Regions from separate parts of the Mus musculus genome. Here all the other regions are linked to region 1. A link is a contact called in public HiChIP or PLAC-seq data. All regions are on one chromosome and are shown on one strand. The core of a region is the stretch at or near the end of the contact, and the rest is flanking DNA. Distances in the headings are between cores, read along the strand shown. Region 1 holds the start of Odaph (odontogenesis associated phosphoprotein). Region 2 has its middle 37 kb from the start of Gm19619. Region 3 has its middle 11 kb from the start of Epgn.

What was found. HiChIP or PLAC-seq counts read pairs in DNA pulled down with a chosen protein or histone mark.
Region 2: a FOXA1 HiChIP or PLAC-seq map of pancreatic cancer cells shows a contact between it and region 1. The contact joins the enhancer-like site here to the promoter of Odaph in region 1. A contact is called at or near these places in 10 of 39 promoter capture datasets (the 3T3-L1 cell line, 3T3-L1-derived adipocytes, cranial neural crest and 5 more), 3 of 484 Hi-C or Micro-C datasets (the N1E-115 cell line, cortical neurons and ventricular fibroblasts), 1 of 115 datasets of contacts at active chromatin or transcription factors (pancreatic cancer cells) and 1 of 9 other capture datasets (embryonic stem cells).
Region 3: a contact with region 1 is called in an HNF4G HiChIP or PLAC-seq map of pancreatic cancer cells. The contact joins the enhancer-like site here to the promoter of Odaph in region 1. A contact is called at or near these places in 3 of 39 promoter capture datasets (embryonic stem cells, hippocampal neurons and liver), 1 of 484 Hi-C or Micro-C datasets (cerebral cortex) and 1 of 115 datasets of contacts at active chromatin or transcription factors (pancreatic cancer cells).

What each region holds. Positions count from the first base shown.
Region 1 is chr5:91,985,016-91,989,559 of GRCm38.p6, forward strand. It overlaps Odaph (odontogenesis associated phosphoprotein), which reads left to right and starts at 2,458. Exons shown (of 2, transcript NM_001177577.1): 1 at 2,458-2,543. The coding sequence starts at 2,480.
Region 2 is chr5:91,317,419-91,321,961 of GRCm38.p6, forward strand. No RefSeq gene overlaps it. Among named protein-coding and RNA genes, the nearest start is that of Gm19619, 37 kb to the left of the region's middle. Within about 2 kb of position 3,098, at least 21 of the 459 cell types and tissues checked have an H3K27ac peak or open chromatin away from gene starts, as enhancers often do. A contact at or near this core is called in pancreatic cancer cells, where this site is marked.
Region 3 is chr5:91,036,264-91,041,283 of GRCm38.p6, forward strand. No RefSeq gene overlaps it. Among named protein-coding and RNA genes, the nearest start is that of Epgn, 11 kb to the left of the region's middle. Within about 2 kb of position 2,553, at least 64 of the 459 cell types and tissues checked have an H3K27ac peak or open chromatin away from gene starts, as enhancers often do. A contact at or near this core is called in liver and pancreatic cancer cells, where this site is marked.

The DNA of each region.
Region 1 (4,544 bases), core at 1,208-3,707:
TGGCTTGCTTCCCCTGGCTTGATCAGCCTGCTCTCTTATAGAACCCAAAACTACCAGCCCAGGGATGGTCCCACCCACAATGGGGCCCTTCCCCCTTGATCACTAAGTTGAGAAAATGCCTTACAGCTGGATCTCATGGAGGCATTTCCTCAACTGAAGCTCCTTTCTCTGTGATAACTCCAGCTTGTGTCAAGTTGACACAAAACTAGCCAGTACAGTCCCTAAGTGCCCATGTGTTAAAAAGCCTTGGTCTCCAGCCTGGAGCACCACTGGCAGGTGGTAGAAGCTCTACCAGATTAAGACTAGTGAATGGAAGTTAGGTCATTGGGGATGGCACCCTTAAAGGGACTACTGGGACCCTTAGCCCCCCCCCCCTCAGCTTCCTGGTCACCGTGAGATGAGCAGCCTGTGCCCCTACAATAATGTTTTCACCACAGTCCAAAAGCAGCAGAAATAGCTGACCAAGGACACTTCTAAACTATGAGCCAAAATAAATCTTTCTACCTTATAAATTGATTTTCAAGTATCTCATCATGGTGACAGAACGCCAACTAATACAAATGCCACATCAAAGATCATGTCTCTAAACTGATAAAAAATACATTTTTTTTGAGACAGCATCTGACTCACTATGTTGCCTAGGCTAGTTTAGAACTCATAGGTCAAGCCTTCCTTCCACATCAGCCTCTGAAATACCTGCAATAATTGACTAGTGTCACCATGCTGGCTTGAACAGATAATCAAATGGCAAGTGAGAAAAGAAAATGATATTAGAAAGTTTTGGGTATTTCTTTTTTCTAACAAGAACCAGCCTCTTAATTCTTGTGACCACTTCCTGTTACTCTCACAACTGAAAGAATCCTCTCGGGAGGCCAGCCAAGCACTGGTGTGTCTGGCTGTGGTGGTTTGAATAAGAATGGCCTCCATATGCTCATGAATGTGACTAGTTAGTCACCAGGGAGTAGCGCTATTTAAAAGGATTAAAGGGATTAGGAGGTGTGGCCTTGTTGGAGGAAGTGTGTCACTGGGGGTGGGCTTTGAGGTTTCAGAATCCCATGTGGAGCCCAGACATCTCTGCTTACAGATCAGTATGTGGTTCTCAGGTACTGCCCCAGTGTCTACCTGCACTATGACAGGCTTCCTGTCATGATGATGATGATGGAATAACCCTCTAATACTGTAAGCCAGCCCCCATCTAATGCTTTCTCTGTAAGAGTTGCCTTAGTCTTGGTGTCTCTTTACAGCACTATAACAGTGACCAAGACACATGTTCATCTTACAAGCAAGTTGGTGACTTAGAAGAAAGTCTAGAAAGTAGGCTTATTAAGTTATGCTCCAGGTTTCTTCATTTTTGTTTAAACAATGACCATAGTGGCCACAAGGAAAGACACTTTTCTACCCATGGCCCTTCCCTCATGGGCAGACATAGGGCAGAGAAGAACCATACACTTGGGTCAGAATCTAACAGCAGCTTCTTCAAACACCTGGATCAGGAAATCTCCTCTTCCCTCATGATTTGCTCCAGGAAGTCAAGCTATGTGGTGAGGAGCTAAGGTAGTTCTTTTCTGTGGGGAGTTTGAATGAAAATGGCTCTAATAGGCTCATGCATTTGAATGCTTGATCTGAAGTTGGTGGAACTATTTGGGAAGAATTGGGAGGCATAGGGGTAGACTTTGACGTTTCAAAAACCCATACCACTTCACATTAGATCTCTCTCTGTCTCAGGCCTGTGGATAAGATATAAGTTCTCAGATACTGCTCCAGCACCATGCCTGCCTGTCTGCTGCCATGATTCCCCACCTTGGTGGCCATGGGCTCACCATCTGAAACTGTCAGCCCAAATAAATTCTTTCTTTTATAAAAGTGGCTCTCGACCCCGTGGGTTATGACCCCTTTAGGGGATAAAAGACCCTTTCATGGGGGTCGAATATCAGATATCCTGCATATCAGATATTTCCATTAGGATTCACAATAGTGGCAAAATTAGTTATGAAGTAGCAATGCAATAATGTTATGGTTGGGGAAAGGGGGAGTTACCACAACATGAGGAGCTGTATTAAAGGGTCGCAGCATTAGAAGGTTCTATAAGCTGCCTTGGTCAGGTCATAGTGTTTTTGTCATAGCAATAGAAAAGAAACCAAAATACCTTCCCTTGCAGCTGGAGAGCCATGGTTACAAGTGAAGAGAAGGCACTGAGGTGGGGAGTGTTTGGAACTGACAGGGTAGTGAAGGTAAGGTGGCTTCCTTCAGTCCAGAGTGAAGGAGAGGTGCGTGACGCTTGCCTGGCATTACCAGAAGCTTCAGGTTGACGAAGACTGTCTGGTATTTCCTTGAGAGTTTCTTACTCTCCCACCACAGGTCCGGGTGGTTGTGGTCCACTATGCAAATGCAAATTGCCTGACTCAGGCTGCTGCCAACTCACTCACTCTCCTTTAAAGCAGCCTGGGGCCCAGAGCAGTGAGTGCTCAGGGCAGAAGCCATGGCTCCAGCTTTCCATGTCTCCTGGTTACTGGTCAGCTGGTTGGTGGTAACTACAGCAGAAGGTAAGAGTCTGAGTTTTTACCTACTGTGTGTGGGTTAGATAAATAATACCATACAGGAAAACAAAGGTGGCTTCCATGGTTACATATTTCCATATGTTGGAAATGTTTCTTTGCTACCATCAGCCTGTGTGAATGAAATGAAAGGCTGGGGTGGCTCACCTGAAGACCTGGATCCCAGTCTTAGCGTTACCTCTGTGATTTTAGGGTATACTTGAACATTATATATGATTATGCATTGTTGTGGGGCTGGAGAGGACAACTGAGCTATAAGCAAAAGCCTCTGCACATTAAAAGCACTGCATCAAGGCTACTGTTGTTACTACGGTTATCGGTTATGGAGCTAACAGTGTTTATGTGGAATTATAGCACTGTCTGCTTCCTTCCATTTCCAGCAGCCAGCTCTTCAGGCTGAGTCTTTGTTTATTGCTTTAATGAATCATACCTGATGAGCTGTGTCTTGGCTCTACCAAGGTGAGCAGATTTCCTGAGGCTGACTAATTTCTCCCTTGCTCCCATTCTCCCCTCCCCCAGCACCCCCCCCCCAACCCTGCACTCCTCCCCCTTGCTCTCCACTGAACCTGCAGATGCTCTGAGCATGGACATTGGATTTCAAGTCCCTGCCCAAGGGAAGATATGGAAGATAGGAGAAAGGAATAGGAAGGAGAACCTGGGGGCCCTGCATCTAGCATTTGTTTTCGTAATTGACTTTAAATGCAGACGTAGGTGCTGTTCAGTGAGGAGGGATCCAGTGTTGGACAGAGCCTCTCGCCCACTTACATTCCCTGACCTAGGGAAGCTTTTCAAGGGGTTCAGTGAGACTCCATTCATCTTCCAACATTTTCTCTGCAGTTGTCACACAATGTCTGAGACAGACTGGAGACAGGGAGAGGCATCAGAACTTGTTGCTAGATACCCAGAGATCCCCTAACCCAGCCTCTGCACAGACTACAGCTATCACAGGGCAGCAGTTCCTCAATTCCCAAGATGAGGTTATGGACATCTGCTGAAAAAGAGGCCACCTTCTTTCCAGCTTATGGGGCACATGTAGTCACAGAGCAAATTTGTTGACATCTCTTGTTTTGTTCTCTTGAGGCTTTGAAAATAGCTAAATAGGTTATAACGAGATTCGAGATTTCAATTATTTATATCTAAAACTATCCTTTGAGGGCTGAACACAGTGGTGTGTGCCTCTGATCCTGACACTCAGAGGCAGAAGCCGGAAAGATATCTGCGAGTTCAAGGCCAGCCTAGTCTATGTAGCAAGTTTCAGAATGGAAAGCCAGGGTTACATAGTGAGACAATGTCCCCAGACAAACAAATAAAAATTTCGTCTGAAAGGTGAGATTTGGTCTCTGAGCTTGGCAGCACAGGTTCTAGGTCATCACTCATTTCTGCTTGTCCTCTGGGACTGACTGCCCAGCAGGAAGGCTCACATGTGTCCCTGTGCCCTTCGCCGTCCAAGAGCACCTGCTCCTTTCCTGCCTCACATCTGCTCTCTGCAGTTCTGCTTCGAGTAACAGCAATTAAATGCTACTGTAATATCACACTTACAAGTCTTTCTGGAGGCACTTTATTGTAAAATAGGTTGTTTTTCTCTGACATCTTTGGATTGTCAAAGCAGTCTGTGCCTCACCTGCAGTGTATGTTCCATGCCTGACTGGCAGATCTGTCTGTATCTAATCTCTTTCCAATCCTCAGAGACAGGCGCTATGGTTTTGTCATCACAGCGCTCAATTCAGCATGTAATATGGGATGTGCACACGGTTGACCCGACGTACAGCATCCTGAAGGGGGGACGGGGAGTTTAGCACATTTTCTGGGCTCTAAATTCTTTATCTTTCAAGTGATGAATTTTACAAAAATAGCCAATCGTTCTTGGTGTCCACAAAATGAATTGAGTTACAGTTATTATGAGTCAGTTAACCACGGCATTGGTATTTCTTTGTGGCTGGAGTCTGAATGGGCATGGGAAATCTAAGATTCCAGGTGCTCTGTAAGGAA
Region 2 (4,543 bases), core at 1,848-4,347, 670 kb before region 1:
AGCAGCAGGAACTTATCCACAACATAATAGATGGGATGATTTTACAAGAGATTAGACTGGGGTTGGTGTGCTTAGGTTCAGATAACTACACCTAAGGACCTATGTGCTAAAGGCTAGATACCCAACACCATGGGGGTTAAGCCTTCAGATGTGAAGTTTCCTAAAAGATCTTTGGGCTGTTGCAAACATGCCCCTGGGGTAGACCACAAGACCTTGTTATTTCCCCCCTTCCTTCTTGACTGGTGGCAGCTCTGATCACCTCCACACTTATCATGAGAGGCTGCCTTTGCTCGAAGTCCAAATCAAATGCAGCCATTCGGTCTGGGTCTAGAATTTCCTAAGAAACTAGCCAAAATAAATCTTGTTTATCTTTAAATTCATTGCCTCAGGTGCTTCATGGTGGTTATGGAAAGCTAAGCCGCCAAGCTGACTTTCAAACATTGGTTCTTTTTCAGGCAATGTCAAAGGTTATTTATTTCCTACTTCACAATGATATTCTTCATTAATCATTATCCTCATTTTTCTTAGCCATCTTCTTGATTATTCCTTTCTGTCTACTTGGATGACTACTGATCTCTGTACTCTGAGATGAGTACTGGGGGTGTTCTCAGTGGGTCTTGGCTCAGCCCATCCCATCAGACTCTATTTCCAATGAATGAACGTTAATCTCATCGCTTTTGTTGCATTTAAGGATGGATCCCAAGGTCCAAGGGAGCACAGCTGGCTGTCAAGCACTCTCCCATGAGATCTGTCTTCTTTGGAATGTAAACACAGGGAAAGGAAACTATTATATAATGTAAGAATTCAGTGTCTCCAAAGATTGAGGGACCAGGGGATATTACACACTCCCTAGACAGCCTTTGTATCTCAGTCCATTTGAACTCTTGACACTGCTTGTTCTCCATCTCCTGTTCACAAGGACCTTGTCTCTTGCTCTGTCCACACACACATAATAGCTCCCTGTTTCCTAAACTTCTGAATAAAGTCATACAGTCATATTGTTTATAAAGGTAAACTTCATCTCAGTGTAGTCCAGGAATCATGCCACAGCCCACATTAACATTTGTGATCTTAACCTCTTCATCTCTGAGTCTCCCACAAGGATCAGTTTCTTCCACTCCCTTCTGTTTTATCTGCCCTTCCCCCTACTGCTAACTGTATCTCACTACTTCCTAGGGTGCAGTCAGGCTGGAAAGGGCAGAAGCTTCTGTGGTTCTGGGAACTTTTAACCGTAGACAATGCAGATATATAAAACATAAAATTGGGAAGAGAGACCTAAAGGGAATTCATGCAAATGAGGAGCCCCAGGCCTCAGCTACATTGGCTGTGGTAGTCCCTGCCCACTGCTGAGGTATCATCCTGTCTCCTATCAGACCTGCCAGCACCCAGGAAACATAAGCCACCATCACCAAACACAGTCAGACTTTCAGTATATTCATCTAGCTGCATCTCTTTTTCACAAATATTTTAAAAATCAAAGATCTTACGTGAGCATGCTTGATTCACATGGCACTCAGTACAAGGACCCTAAGATCTGGCGCTTCCTCTTCATCTGTCGTAGACAGTCCTTTCCTTCCACCTGCACATAGCATCTCTCCAGCAGAGACATCTCCTTCTCCATTTAGTCTAGAAGATGGGCCCCAGGACTGAGAGCTGAGCATCTGACTAGCTGGCACCGGTGGGCACATGATTTCTGCTCATGGATCTGAGTAAACCGGGTGACTATTGATACGTGTTGGAATTCATCAGTCTCTGTTGAATAGATAGTCTCGTTTATGGCTCAACCTGATCAGTTTGACCTGAGATAGCACAACTTAACCTGTGGATTCTATGTGTGCTTCTTGATATCTTGCATTTCTGAGCATAAATTAAGCTTCAAATGGTTGGATAAGTTTCCCTTACCTCTTATGCACCCACTACCAACAGCCCTCCCAAGATACAAGTCTAGATTTTGAGAATATAGTTGCCATCCACTAGAAGGATCCCTCATAGTTGGGTCTGCGTATTAAGACAGGTAGTGAGGAGCATCTCAGAGAACCTGAGTACAGGTAAAACTCTGTGAGTGCTTCTACTGGAAACACTTAACATTTTCTATGTTTTTGGTATAATACAAGGAATGCTCATGCTATCCCCAGGTATATTACTATCCTATGTTTTCTATACAGGAAGACAGATATTTTGAAAAGTTCAATGATCAGTCAATGATAATTTAAAACCCACATTGTTTTTGCTTGAAAACTATACCATCTTTTGGAACAAATATTAAATTCCCATTTTATAAGTCTAAAGAAGTTTCTTCGTGACTTCAGGCACTTGCATGACCCTTTGTGGTGTACATAGCACAGGCTCATCTGAGAGGTATGAACGCTTGGGAATCAGTGCGCACCTCAGCAACGCGCTTCCCACGATTCTACCGTTAACATCTCCAGAGCAGCAAACATGCTGCAGAGCTCAGAGATCCACCATGGGAAGTCACACCACAAACAGGGCAGGAGTGGCAGTCAACCTTATGAGTCATTCGGGACAAGGGTCAGCGAGCTTTCCCATGACAAGCCAGATAGGCAGCACTTTTCCCTGGGCAGGACACCCCACATCTATGATCAAGATGCGCCGATCATAGAGCTTTGCCACACATAGGCATTCCATATACAAAATTAACCAGAGAAAGCAGTTGAGAATTCTAAGTTTTGAAATAGCTGTGATGCTGGAAAAAGCCTAGGCTTGGCTGACAATAACCTGTGATTACTCACAAAGCAATATCAGTCTTGAAACTGGTTCCAGGGGCTGAAATAATGTGTAGTGTCCAGGAAGGGCACTTTCCTGGGTTTGTGTAGGAAAGCCAATAGCTGCAATCCTCATGGGTTTCATGCTTTAACCACTTGGAAATTACTCTACCTTCCAGGTTAAGCAGGTTCTGTAATTCCTAACCAGCAACATTTGATATTTTCTATAGACTAGGGGCTCCTTTGGGGTTGCTCTTCTCCCATATTTTGTGTGAAAGCTCTTTTCTCCTTTTATGCTGCGCCTAGAACATGAGTTCCATTCAGACTCAGTAAAGAAGGCAGCAGAGGTCTTAAACTTTAAGAGGAGGAAATGAGTCAGTGAGATTGTGGTGTGCTCTTCCCAGCATGCTCAGCGGTGTGGAAGGACTGTCAAGGAAACAGAAGAACGCAATTATTTTGTTTCTTCTATCCAAGTCTATTTACAATGTCTTTCTCCTAATCTTAACCTGTGAGTCATGACCCTCATGGGGGTTGAATGACTCTTCCACAGGGGTCACATAATCAGATATCCTTCAGCTTGGATAATTATACTACTATTCGTCACAGTATCAAAGTTATGAAGTAGCAATGGAACAATGTTATGGTTGGGTTCAGCACACCATGAAGAACTGTATTAAAGGGTCACAGCTTTGGGAAGGTTGAGATCCTAGAACTTTTCTATAAAGACTGAGAAACAGGGAGTCCCACACCACTTGGATCCAGGTCAGGGGAGCCAAACACCTGAGGGAGGCTTAAGAACTTAAGAACTTACTCTTGACTCTTCTATGACATGTGACTGTTTTTTTAAGGGTCAGACCTAGTTAGGAATTCTCCTTCATATTGACCCTTTTATCCTCTCTCTAGAAAGAGTGTATTAATATCAGGAGCTGGGGCAACTATTTTGCAGTAGTGAAGTTGATATTCAAGAATAGCGGGACAGAAAGACAGGAGAAGCTGCTTTGACATCCCCAAGTGACTGTAACAACGCTGTTATTGAATGAGAAGGCAGTATCCTGACTGGTGACACTCCTGTGACAAGCACTTCTATTTGGATTTGAATGAATTTCTAACCAATACATGAATACATGTTCCATAGCCATTAAAACACATACTATGAGAAAAAGAATATTAGCCAAATTGTAATGATGAATTAAAACTAAGAAAAAATAAACTGTCCTGTGGGCAGAGAGATTAAGAAACTTAAACCAGATAAGTATATAAGGTGATACAATATATTGAATGTCTCAAGCTTATTTCTTTCTCCCACTTAATGAATAGTTTTACTATAATAAATGTTAATAAATATTACTATGTAAAATATTATAAGGGGTCAGAGAGGTGACTGTCTAAAAGCATTTCTCAATTCCCAGCATCCAAAGGGCAGCTTATGTCTCATATCTAACTCCCGTCCCAGAGGGTCCAACACACTTTTCTGGCCTCTGACAGCACCATGCCCACATATGATTTATAGACATACAAGCATGCAAAATACCCATGTACATAAAATGAAAATTAAATAAGGGAAAAATATATAGAAAATAATGATTTTTAAGCAAAGACAAAATATCACATATTTACGTATGTCTACTAAATTATTGACTGTCAATGTTTTCATCTATGTATTTATCTGTAACTATTTATCTTGATTTATCATGTCCTAAATGAAGTGCCTCCTTTATACATCACAAAACCACAATCAATGTCATTTATCCTACCACAATTGTCTGAGTGGAATGACTTAAGATAATGTAAGCTCCCCCACACAGTATTTAATTATAGAA
Region 3 (5,020 bases), core at 1,303-3,802, 950 kb before region 1:
TACATCCTTTGGTCAGCCACATTCATAAGTACTTCATTATGTACTTTAGACTATGGTAGGGGTGGCGCAAATCCTGTAATAGTACCCATACAAAGCTATTAACTTTACAAAAAAAAATGATTTACAACAGCTTGTCACTGTATCCCGAGTTAACTTTTCCTATAATCATGTTTTCATAGGATGAAATTATAAACTGACCCGTCTTTTAGAATTTCCTGCCACCATACAGATCTAATCCTTCAGTTTTGACATATTCACTTTGGTGATGTCAGTAAGATTTTCCTTCATTATATTTAATTGAAAAACAATGTCTTATGAAAATAAGACAAACATCAACAATTTAAATTGTTGATGTTGAACACAAGGACAGTGCTCGTGTGCCAAAGACTTGTGAATAAACCAACTAACTTCTTGACGTTACAAAATGTTACATGCTATCTTGCGTGTGATATAAATATTGATAGCTTGCAACCCACACATATGGGAAGGGTTACCAGAAGCCCTATTGCAAAATACCACTCTTTCTACCTTACATCATTGACTGATGACATCAGATAGGAACTTCTGCCAAGATGCAGTGGAAGTGTTGAAATTGAATTTGTCAGAGTCTGGCATTGCTAAGCTGGGTGAGTCCACATTTCTGTCCAAACCTTTGGCACAGATCTATCCAGTAGCACATTGAAGAGCATACTTTTCAAGTTCTGGATGATAGTTCTGTTAATTATTCAAATCAATCGGTGACCTTGGGAGACTCTGAGCAACTAGCGACCCATGTTCCAGTCTTGAGAAGACCCGTGTTTTAAAAAAATGTGTTCTGTTGTTTTATTTCACTTCGCTCCATAACCTAAATGAGGGAATACCTGCTGCTTCCGAAGAAACAGCTCATCGGGGGTAGGAATTCGATTACATGATAAGGAGTTGGACAGCCTCGCTCAGTCCAGTCTTATCTCAACACCTTGTGGCCCTTCATTCTCGTTTTTGTGCCTCAGATACAGGAGCATAGATGTATGTAGATTGAAATGCAGTTAAGATCAAAGGCAAGTAGCTACAGCTAACCATGTGGCTTGTCCTCAGGGAGTGGCTAATGAGATGCCAGGATTAGTGGTGGGTCTGTAATCTCAGCATTTAGAAGGCAGAGGGACAATCTCAAATCTTCAAGGCCAGTTTGGGTTACTTATCTAGACTGTCTTAAAGACAAAAAACAAAAACAACATCAACATCAACAACAACAACATCAACAACAACAACGTCAACAAAATTTTAAAAATTAAAAACAACAAATCATGCTGTAGATCTTTTTTTTGGAAAGAATGGCATCTCTATACTTTTAAATTTGCACAAAGGTATTGAATCAATATAAAGTTCTTTAACAAATCAAGGGAGCATACTAGTGTCCTAGCACTGCCATTTATAATCATTTCCAAGGCTTTTAATTAACCCAACAGACACACATTTAATTGTGCAGACTTGTTCAAGGACACACAACATTCAGCTCTTTCTCTTTGCCATAGCCTAGGGGATCTCTCCCGACAGGGTATGGAAAATTCATATTCTTGGTGAACCTAGAGAGGTGGCCAAGTGATCTACAAATGAAAACCAGTTCTTTTCTTTATAATAGACATAATAGCCTTTGTCATGGACCAACCACAGAAATTCCCTACTGTCATCTTCAGATTAAGATGTGCATACCAGTGTCAGGGTGGGGCCAGAACAGGAGAGAAGAGCCTGCCAACAGGAGAGTCCACAGACTGGAGACTGGAAACAAAGCCTGGCTTATCCTCAAGACTCAAGGGATAAAAGGATCACTTGAGAATATTCCTCGTTGATCTGTGGACAAGTGTCACCTGGCACTGTTAACTTCCATGGGTGCCCTTGACTGAGGTTGGTGATCAGAGACAAGAAGTAAAGCATCCAAGCTGTCAGTAGAATTCAGTAGACCCCGTCTTCCTCTCCATTACCTTCAGTCCTACCCTTATCCAAATTGTTCCTTAGAGAAAAATATTAAATTTTGATGGACTTGATTAAGGCAACAATTTGAGATATAAAAACAATATCTGTGTCACTCTAGGTACAAGGCTTCTCACGCAGTCCTGGGGCTGCTTAACTCCATGGAGTCCTTTGGATATGAAATTCTATTAAATGGCTATAAGAAAAATAAAAAAACACTCTGAGAGTTATCAGGAGGATCCCACCCACAGACATTATCTCCTTTGGCTTCCATGTGTTTGTTTTACATCAAGCCCACATTTAGAAGCCAAGGTATTTTCTAGTGAAGAGAAGGCAGAAAACTGTCTTGCATAGCTGTGGTTAGGAATGCTTGCATCCTCCAAAGCTACCGGCCCCCAGGGCTTAAGCTGCCAATTCAAGGTTCCTAGGAGCCTTTAAATCTGCCAACTTGGTTGTTTGGATTAGTGTTATGGTCTTTCCTCATCTTAATTTAATTACCAGGAGGCCTGTAGAGGGCCCTGTTGCACTGCAAACCTCACAGGGCAGAGAAAAACCTCAGATCAAAGAGTTGCCCAGGAATGTACCTGCTAGGAGAAGCCACACTCACCTGGGAGCTGGCAAGGTGCCAGCTGATGACTCAGACACTGCCCTGCCCACATCCCTAGCTGCTTCCTGCTACAATACATGCTGGGTGTGTCTTCTCAGCGAGTTAGCCTGCTAAAGTCACCTCCCAGTTCAAAGCCTGACACCAGCTTCTCCCATCCCCCATGCCCCACAACTGATATAAATATCTTTATTAACTCCTCCTTTCGACTGTTACCCTTAATAATATTAGTCAATTGTTTTTCATTAACTTACTTTATACACAGCGCCCCTCCTCCCTGCCCAGTCTCACCCTCATAAATCCCTCCTCCTGTTACCCCCTTCCCCTTGCATACCACTTCACCTTGGGACATCTGTTCATAGCAAGACAGTCCAGCTAGGGGAAGGAGATCCAATGGCAGGCAACAGAGTCAGAGACAGCCCAGCTCCAATTGTTAGGAGACCCACATGTAGACCAAGCAGCATATCTGCTAGAGATGTGTAAGGGACCTAGGTCCAGCCCCTGCATACTTTTTGATTGGTGGTTCAGTCTCTATGAGCTCCCATGGGATCAAGTTGGTTAACTCGGTAGGTCTTCTTGTGGTGTCCTTGAACCCCTGGGCTCACTTATTCCTATCTCCCAGTCTTCCTCAATACTCCCCAGGTTCCATCTGATGTTTGGCTGTGGGTTTCTGCATCTGTTTTTATCTGCTGCTGGATGAAGTCTCTCAGATGACAGCTATGCTAGGCTCTTATCTGCAAGCACAGCAGAGTATCATTAATAGTGACAGGGGTTGGCTCTCTCCCATGGAATTGTCATTAACTTTCTTATCTACCCAAATTTTGGTAAAAGTCACAAGGACACAATTCCAAGGCCTCTTATTACTGTGGATTCAAATTCCTGTTCTCATATTGCTTGTTCATTCCTTTATCAAGCTATAAATGACTAGAAGACCTTGCAAGCAGAATTTTCTTAAGTAAACTAACAAACGTAACATATTTTCCGCCCTTCATTGCTGACTTCTTGAGCTAATACGGAGGTGCAGTTGTCCCTACTCTCTTCACGACTCACCTACCCCTTTTCTTATGCTCTGAGAAAACTGTTAATGTTTAATCAAGTGATGGAGAAATGATTTTTATTCAGTGCAACAAATTTGGCAGTAAATTGGCCCAAACTGGTCTAGAAGGTGGGGTTTAGTAATGGAGTTTGTATTTGGAACACTTTTGAGCCTGGGTTTGACTCACAGCTCAAATGTGAGGAAATTAGCCTAACCTGTGCTTGTTTTAGTGGCAAGAAGTTGGTTAAGAGTTCCCTAAACACTCAATAGAAAGATGGTGCCATCAGACTAAAGGAAGTCTATAGGAGACAGGAGAGGTGGTGCCATCAGTTGTCCTGCCTTGAGCCTGAAATTATGCAAATACCATAGCTACCACAAGCACCAGAATCAGGAACTGTGTGCTGGACAGACAGCCCCTTCTGCAGGGCAGTACCAGTCCCAATTTCCTGAGTGGTAGGTAAGTAAGCATGCTAGCTATCAGATGCTTCTTAGAGCTCGGCAAGCATCCATTCTCCAGTGTTTTGCCTTTGCAGGGCTAAGGCAATATATAGAACTTTGCCAGAAATGATAGTTGCTTGTTTGTTTGTTTTTTTGCATCCCAGTGGCACCCTTTCTGAAGATCGCTTAGATTTTTCCATTTCCCTCTGCCGTGTGTAAAGGTTTAGGTTGTGTTTTTCTGCATACCTAAGTTTAGGTGTCAAACAGAATATTCCATCACCTTCAATACTAGGTATGGCCTTTAAAGGAGAGGCCGGGATTTTAACTAACTAGAGCAGTGAAAAATCAGCCCTGGAATTTTTAGTAGCATTCTTTATCAGAGGCCACTTTATCTCTGTCTCAGACTTTATTCCCAAACTAGCAGAATGAAATCTTAGGTTTGTGAAACACCAGCTACGTAACTGTAGTAGCCTGCCTGAGGATGAGCAAGCTGTACGGAGAACAAAATACTCGGCAGTGCACCATAAGAGAGCAAAGGTTTATTTTGACCCATGGTTTCAGAGAAACTTCTGCCTATCTTGGAGGAGAGGGCATGGCTACAGGAGTGAGTGTGCCTATGGCAGTGTTGGTGGTCAGAGCACATGGTTATGACTCTTCTCGGGGTTACTGAGAGAACACAAGAGAAGCAGCCTGGTCCAAAGGACCATCCCACTTTTGTCACCCAGAGCCCACCTACTAACTAAAATCTTTTGAATTAACAAATGAGCCCCTTAAGCTGGGGACTGTGTTCAAAATGCATGCTGGGGGGATTTCCAAGTCAAACCAAGGCAGAGTCACTTAGTCCATCCAGACATGGAAGTTCTAGCTGTGACCTTGGACTATAGATGCATCAGTTGTGACTGCAATATTTCCTTCCTCCCAGATCATAGGATTCACTCAAAGGTTTATATGGAAAGTACATAATTTTTTGCTCCTTTGAGGTTTCATAAGGTTCA